Linked DNA regions of Gossypium hirsutum: region 2 is linked to region 1. A link is a contact called in public Hi-C data. All regions are on one chromosome and are shown on one strand. The core of a region is the stretch at or near the end of the contact, and the rest is flanking DNA. Distances in the headings are between cores, read along the strand shown. Region 1 has its middle 11 kb from the start of LOC121214381. Region 2 holds the start of LOC121213624 (trihelix transcription factor PTL).

Region 1 (3,127 bases), core at 364-2,863:
TTTTTTGTTTGAATATAATATACCTAATGACTTAAACATAAGAATTCTAAATAAATTATAATTGCATATATTATAATCTACCATAAAGTTAGTTCCACATTTAGAGTTAAAGCTTACATATCATTATATAAAAGCATACATTTAATATCATAATTGTATATAGGATTACATATCATTAATAATATACCCTAATTATATAATGCTAATTGTATATATTATAATTTACCATAATTTTAGTTATACGTGTTAGAGTTTGTGTGACTTGAATTCTGTTACTTGTTGAAAAAATAAATAAGGGGATCTGTGGGGGTGAGAGGTTAAGAGTTGTAGGTTTTTTCAACCCTTAAATAGGTATAGTCAAAACTCCTCTTGTGATACAAATTTCCAAACTTGGAGGGTTTGGAAAATAGCTCGAATGGAAGGACCGTCTCGAATAGGTTCAATTGGTGGAAACCTTGACCCGTAGCACTTGAATACTTTAAGGAACCGTAGTTATATTAAAACTATGACCCACTTAAATGTGAAAGAATACTCGAACCTTGGTAAGCAAAGCCGCCACACTCCGTGATGGGAAATGAATTGATAAGACAATTGGGTGAATGCCACAAACTCATAAAAGTTTGATAAGTTCAGCTTAATCCAATGAAGAACCGTGAGATAATAATCTCACCAACAAAGTTTATATTCAGAATAATTATCTAACCTCAACATCGTCCTTTTACAAGATATATATAGGCCCTAATTTGACTATTCAAATTCAGCAGCTACACTAGCTTTTATCACAACTTAAAATTTGGTTATAACTTTATGATGGGCAACCAATAAGTCATGACTCTTCACTTGATTCAGATAGCTAAAAAGTCATGTCTCTTCATTTGTTGAAAGCTTAATCTTCCATGATTGTGCTGTTTAGTGTCCCTTTATCCCCCTTATGACCAAATGTTATGTTGCTTGACATTCATCTCTTTTAATGGCTCCATAATGATCCTTAAGGGCATGAAACCAATCAGATTTTGAAGAGTCACTCATGATTCATTTAAACAACCACCATAATGAGCTTTAAATGAATGAAATCGATTAGACTTGAAGAGTTATTCTTAGTCCTATAAATAGTCAGCTACAAGATAAATAATTAGACATTAAACATTGACAACTTTTCATATTCATATTCAGCTAAAATATTTAACTTAAAACACACATATTTATGATTGAAACCAGCATAATGTAAATACACACATGCATTTATTTATGAACATGTAACTCCAACCTATGCTTAAATATAATTAACATATAAGATGCATAAATGCATGGCTTAATTAAAATGCAAACTTATTTTCATAATGTACATAATTAAAACACAAACTTAATTAACATATGAGATGGTTTTATGCATGACTTAATTAAATGCAAAATACATAATGCTAGACACAATTAAAGATGTAGACATATAATGCAAGACATAATTTAAAGATACAAACTTATTAAACTGAAATGAAACTTAATTAAAGTCTTCTTAAACTGTCTCATGATTAACCAAACCCAATGGAGGTCTCATCCAACTCTCGGATCAGCATTTGACTTGGTCTTGGCCAATCAGAACATAATTAATTTGGGCTTGTTCCCAATGTCCACACATAGGCCCTTTAAACTCTTCTTTGACCCACTTTGTTCGCCCCCCATAGTTGACCTAATTGGTAAACACAAATGATCAATCTTTGTTCTAGCTATCTCAAGAAGATGTGGTTCATGGAAATTAGGCCCAACTTCAAATTGTTTCACCTTGGCAAGAATTGATTCAGCCTTGGTGGGCAGAATCACATCATCTTGTATCATTCACTTATCGATATTAGTCTATTCATGGGTTTTTCCGAAAGGGTTTTCACGTAAAATTTATGTGTTTTTATTTTTATTTTTCTTATTATTTTGCGATCATTCTATTACCAGTATTGACGTCTCTCATAACAATACGTTTAGGGTTTAATCTTACATATCATTAATATAAAAATGTACATTATAATAATGTAATTGTATATAGGGTTAGTAATCTTAAATAATCTACCTTAATTATATAATCCTAATTGTATATATTATAATCTACCGTAAAATGAGTTACACGTTTAATGTTTAGGTACATATCATTAATAAAATAATACAAATTATAATATCATAATTGTATAATAATATTATTATACATTCATAATTTACATATATATATATAACAATTGATATATTATATGTCCTTAAACATGTATGTATACAATTATTTATAATATAACATGTATTGAATATAATTAAGTGATATTAGAAAATAAATTTATATTATAATATTTATTTTAATTATATAAATATGAAATAATTTTTTTAAAGTAATTTAACTAATTGAGTTAATAAAATAATAAAAAAAGCAGTGAAAAATTTAGGAATTACGATGGTCTCATCTCATTGTTTGCTTAGGTTTAAAAATAAAAAAATAAAATTTAGAAGAAGCTACATGACATTTAAAAGAAGACGAAATAGTTATTTTCAATTTTATTATTAATTAGTATATTTATTTTAAAAAAATATTTTTATTATATTTTTATACATTAATTATTAACTTGTGTAAATTATAACTAATGTTTAAGAGCAGTATTAGTAGTTAAAACATGGTTTTATGTGTAAGAGGTTTTGGGTGCAAACTTGTTAGAAGAGGTCTATTTGCATCCGCTTTGAATCCGTAAAATTTGAATTGGATAAATCCGAAATTCGAATTGCCATCCCTATCAAAGCTATAAAGCTTTGGGACTTGAGTTAGCAATAACTTTCACCTTGAGGTGTGAACTTTTTTTATCCAAATTAGTCATTGAATTTGATAAATGTTTCTATATTGGGATATGGACTAGACAATTGCTCTCACATTAGAATTTTAATTTTTTTATTTAAATTAATCCCTAAACTTAAAAATTGTTTTAAGAACTGTTTTCATATTGAAGTTTGATATTTGGCAATTATTCTCCCATGAAAGTCTAAACTTTAAAATTTTGAAGGAAACATTAAAGATTAATTTAGATAAAAAAATACATACCCAAAGTGAGAATAATTTCGAATTCCGTATTCCAAAAGGTAATAGAACCATTGAACTCTTGAA
Region 2 (3,127 bases), core at 435-2,934, 120 kb after region 1:
TTGAAAGTATGCCAAATTAAGGTTAATACAATTATATCGAATATTATAGGTTACTAAAATTATATTAGTGGTAATGAACATGCTACCAAAGGTTATCGAAAACATACCGAAAGTCACTAAATAATATCAAAGGTAACGAAATTCATTTCAAATATAAAAAACCTGAATTAAATATGTTGGTAATAAGGATTAATAAAGGAAGGTGCAGAAATGAACGACAATTGACAAATTCAGCTCAAGAATCTATCAAAATGATGAACTGTTTAAGGCTTCCAAGCCCCAAAGGGCCCAAAGGTTTTTCTCGCGGTCGAGGAATGGGTTGTGATTGGAATGTTTTGACACTACCCTTGATTTTGGCCCCGGACTCGATTCAATTTAATTTTATTATAAAAAATTAATAATTCAAGTTTTTTAATTTAAAATCATTTTATTCAAAATGATCGACACAAAATGATTGGAACCTAGAGTGGTTTGGATTAAAAATGATTTGAATAAATAATTCAAAATGATATGGATCTCTTTTCTAAATTTAAAAAATGGGTAAAAATATATTTTTAGTTCTTTTTAATTTTGAAATTGGACAAATTAGTCCCTCTAAAAAATCTGGGAAATTTAATTCCTATCAATTTTGAATGTGAGAAATTAAGAACAATTAACCATGACGTTAATGTTTTCTATCATTTGTACATAATTTTGATTAGTATAATAACAAATTTAGCCATTAAAATTTACACATTTTGTTAATTTGGTAATAACTTAACAAATTTATCCTGTAATATTTTTGTAAATGTTAAATATTGAGGCTAAATTTGTTAAATTTTTTAGAATCTAGACCAAATTGACAAAACATATAAACATCGAGAGCTAAAATCATTTACAATTGACTGAAGACATTAATACCATGATTAATTGTCCTTAATTATTCACTTTCACTCTTAAAATTAACATAAATTAAATTAAAAAGAATGAATAAATGTTTTTATAAAAAATTCAAAAATTCTTTTACTTAAAATAAGCGGATACAAAATAAATATCAAAATCCAAGTTAAGGTACACCCAAATTAACCTGGGTTAGGATTAGAGGTGTTCATGGGCCGGGCTGGGCCCAGAAAAAATTTCGGCCCGGGTCCTAGGCCCGGGCCCGGCCCGGCCCAAAATATGGGCCTAGAATTTTGCCCAGGCCTGGCCTGGGAAAAAATTCATAAGCCCGGGCCCGGCCCGTTTTTTAAATATATACCAAAAATTTATTTTAAAAATTAAAATAAAAATTAAAAAAAGTATTTTAAAAATATTTTAAAATTAAAAAAAGTATTTTAAAAAAATTTTAAAAAAATTTTAAAATTAAAAAAAAAGTATTTTAAAAATATTTTAAAATTAAAAAAAGTATTTTAAAAAAATTTTAAAATTAAAAAATTAAAAAAAAGTATTTTAAAAATATTTTAAAATTAAAAAATAAAAATAAAAATATTTTTGCCGAAGCCCATATTTCGGGCCTATATTTTTACCAAAACTCTCCCATATTTCGGGCGGGCCGTCGAGCCGGCCCGGGCCGCCCGGCCCATGAACACCTCTAGTTAGGATTAATAGACACTCCAATTATGTACAAATGTAGGTAATTTTGGAAAAGATTGTAGCAAAATACGTATATTTGTAGAGTGTGGGACCGTTGTCCTAAGCTTAATTTGGAGATTTTTCGTGGACGACACGATCCGAGTCTGCCGCTTTCTCTATCTCTCTCTCTCATACACTCTTTCTCTCTATTAAAAACTTTCTCTTTCACTCTTTATTTTTATTTTTCTAGCTTTACTCTACTCTTTCCTTTTCCTTATCCATTGTTTTTTTCTTTTTGGATTCATAAATCGATATGGAAATGGAGGATCATCGTCACCATCAATATGCCATACCCGATCTTAGGCAACTACTCAACGGAAAACCCATCAATTTCCAAGCAATTCCACAGGATACTGAGTTATTCTCCCCCGGCCACCACCGGAATCTGCCGCCATCGCAGCAACCCCACCACCCCTTCGATGTGATGCAAATGGTGGGTAGACATGAGTTCCCTTCTGATTCTACTGGTAATACTAATGGCACTCCCATGGCTGCTGTTGCCACTGTCACTAGTGCTTCCACACTTAGTCCCAGCTGTGGGTTCGACGGTGAAGCCACTGCTTTTGGAGGTGACGGAGGAAATGGAAGGTGGCCGAGACAAGAGACTTTAACACTTCTTGAGATCAGATCTCATCTCGACCCCAAGTTCAAAGAAGCTAATCAAAAGGGTCCTTTGTGGGATGAAGTTTCCAGGTATATACAAATAATATATTTATTCTTCCATGCTCTCCATACCCTAATTCTCTATTTTCTTCCATTCCCAAAGCTAGCAACTTCACTCCACGGATTGTTTCTCCTTTTAAAGATATGAAATGGGGTTCAAACCAGGAACAGTATTACACGAGTTTTCTTCTTTTATTTATTTTTAAAGAAAATAAACGATAGCTGATCATTTCTATAGTCTTCAACTGACTTGCTCTCTTTTTTTCCTTTGAAAATGTGTTGCCTCCATTATTGTGCAAGTTTTTACTGGTTTTTACTATAAAAATGACTAACCTTTTGGATGTTTTAAGTACCCATCTGCAAGTTTTTTCCATGAAAAGACGTTTTCATCAGTCCCTTGCCGAAAGACCCATCTTTATTTTTCAATTTTGAATGGTCAAATAAGAGCTTTATCAACATTCATCACATGATATTTCCATGGTCATACAAATTTGAATTAGGGTTCATCTGTTTTCTAATAGGTTTAAAGTTTAATTTATTGCCATTTCCTTCCCTTTTCTCTTGGTGCTGTAGAGTCATGTTTGAGGAACATGGGTACCAAAGGAGTGGGAAAAAATGCAGGGAAAAATTCGAAAACTTGTATAAATATTATAAAAAGACTAAGGAAGGCAAGGCTGGGAGACAGGATGGTAAACACTATCGATTCTTTCGTCAACTTGAAGCTTTATATGGGGATACCAGCAACAACAATGGAGTTTTAGGCCAAGAAACTCCCCTAATCGGCAACAGTTTTCAGTTTCATGGTGCCCAAAATAGCATCAATACTCAAGCAAATCAAGAGATCTATCACTCG

Evidence for each region. A called contact is a pair of places that touch in the nucleus more often than the background predicts.
Region 2: a contact with region 1 is called in a Hi-C map of hypocotyl, with 4 times the contacts expected there. The contact joins the promoter of LOC121213624 here to the enhancer-like site in region 1. A contact is called at or near these places in 12 of 34 Hi-C or Micro-C datasets (anther, callus, hypocotyl and 2 more).

The regions. Positions count from the first base shown.
Region 1 is chrD01:33,333,653-33,336,779 of Gossypium_hirsutum_v2.1, forward strand. No RefSeq gene overlaps it. Among protein-coding and RNA genes, the nearest start is that of LOC121214381, 11 kb to the right of the region's middle. Within about 2 kb of position 1,614, at least 3 of the 9 cell types and tissues checked have an H3K27ac peak or open chromatin away from gene starts, as enhancers often do. A contact at or near this core is called in hypocotyl and leaf, where this site is marked.
Region 2 is chrD01:33,456,756-33,459,882 of Gossypium_hirsutum_v2.1, forward strand. It overlaps LOC121213624 (trihelix transcription factor PTL), which reads left to right and starts at 1,685. Exons shown (of 2, transcript XM_041086434.1): 1 at 1,685-2,304; 2 at 2,848-3,127. The coding sequence starts at 1,865.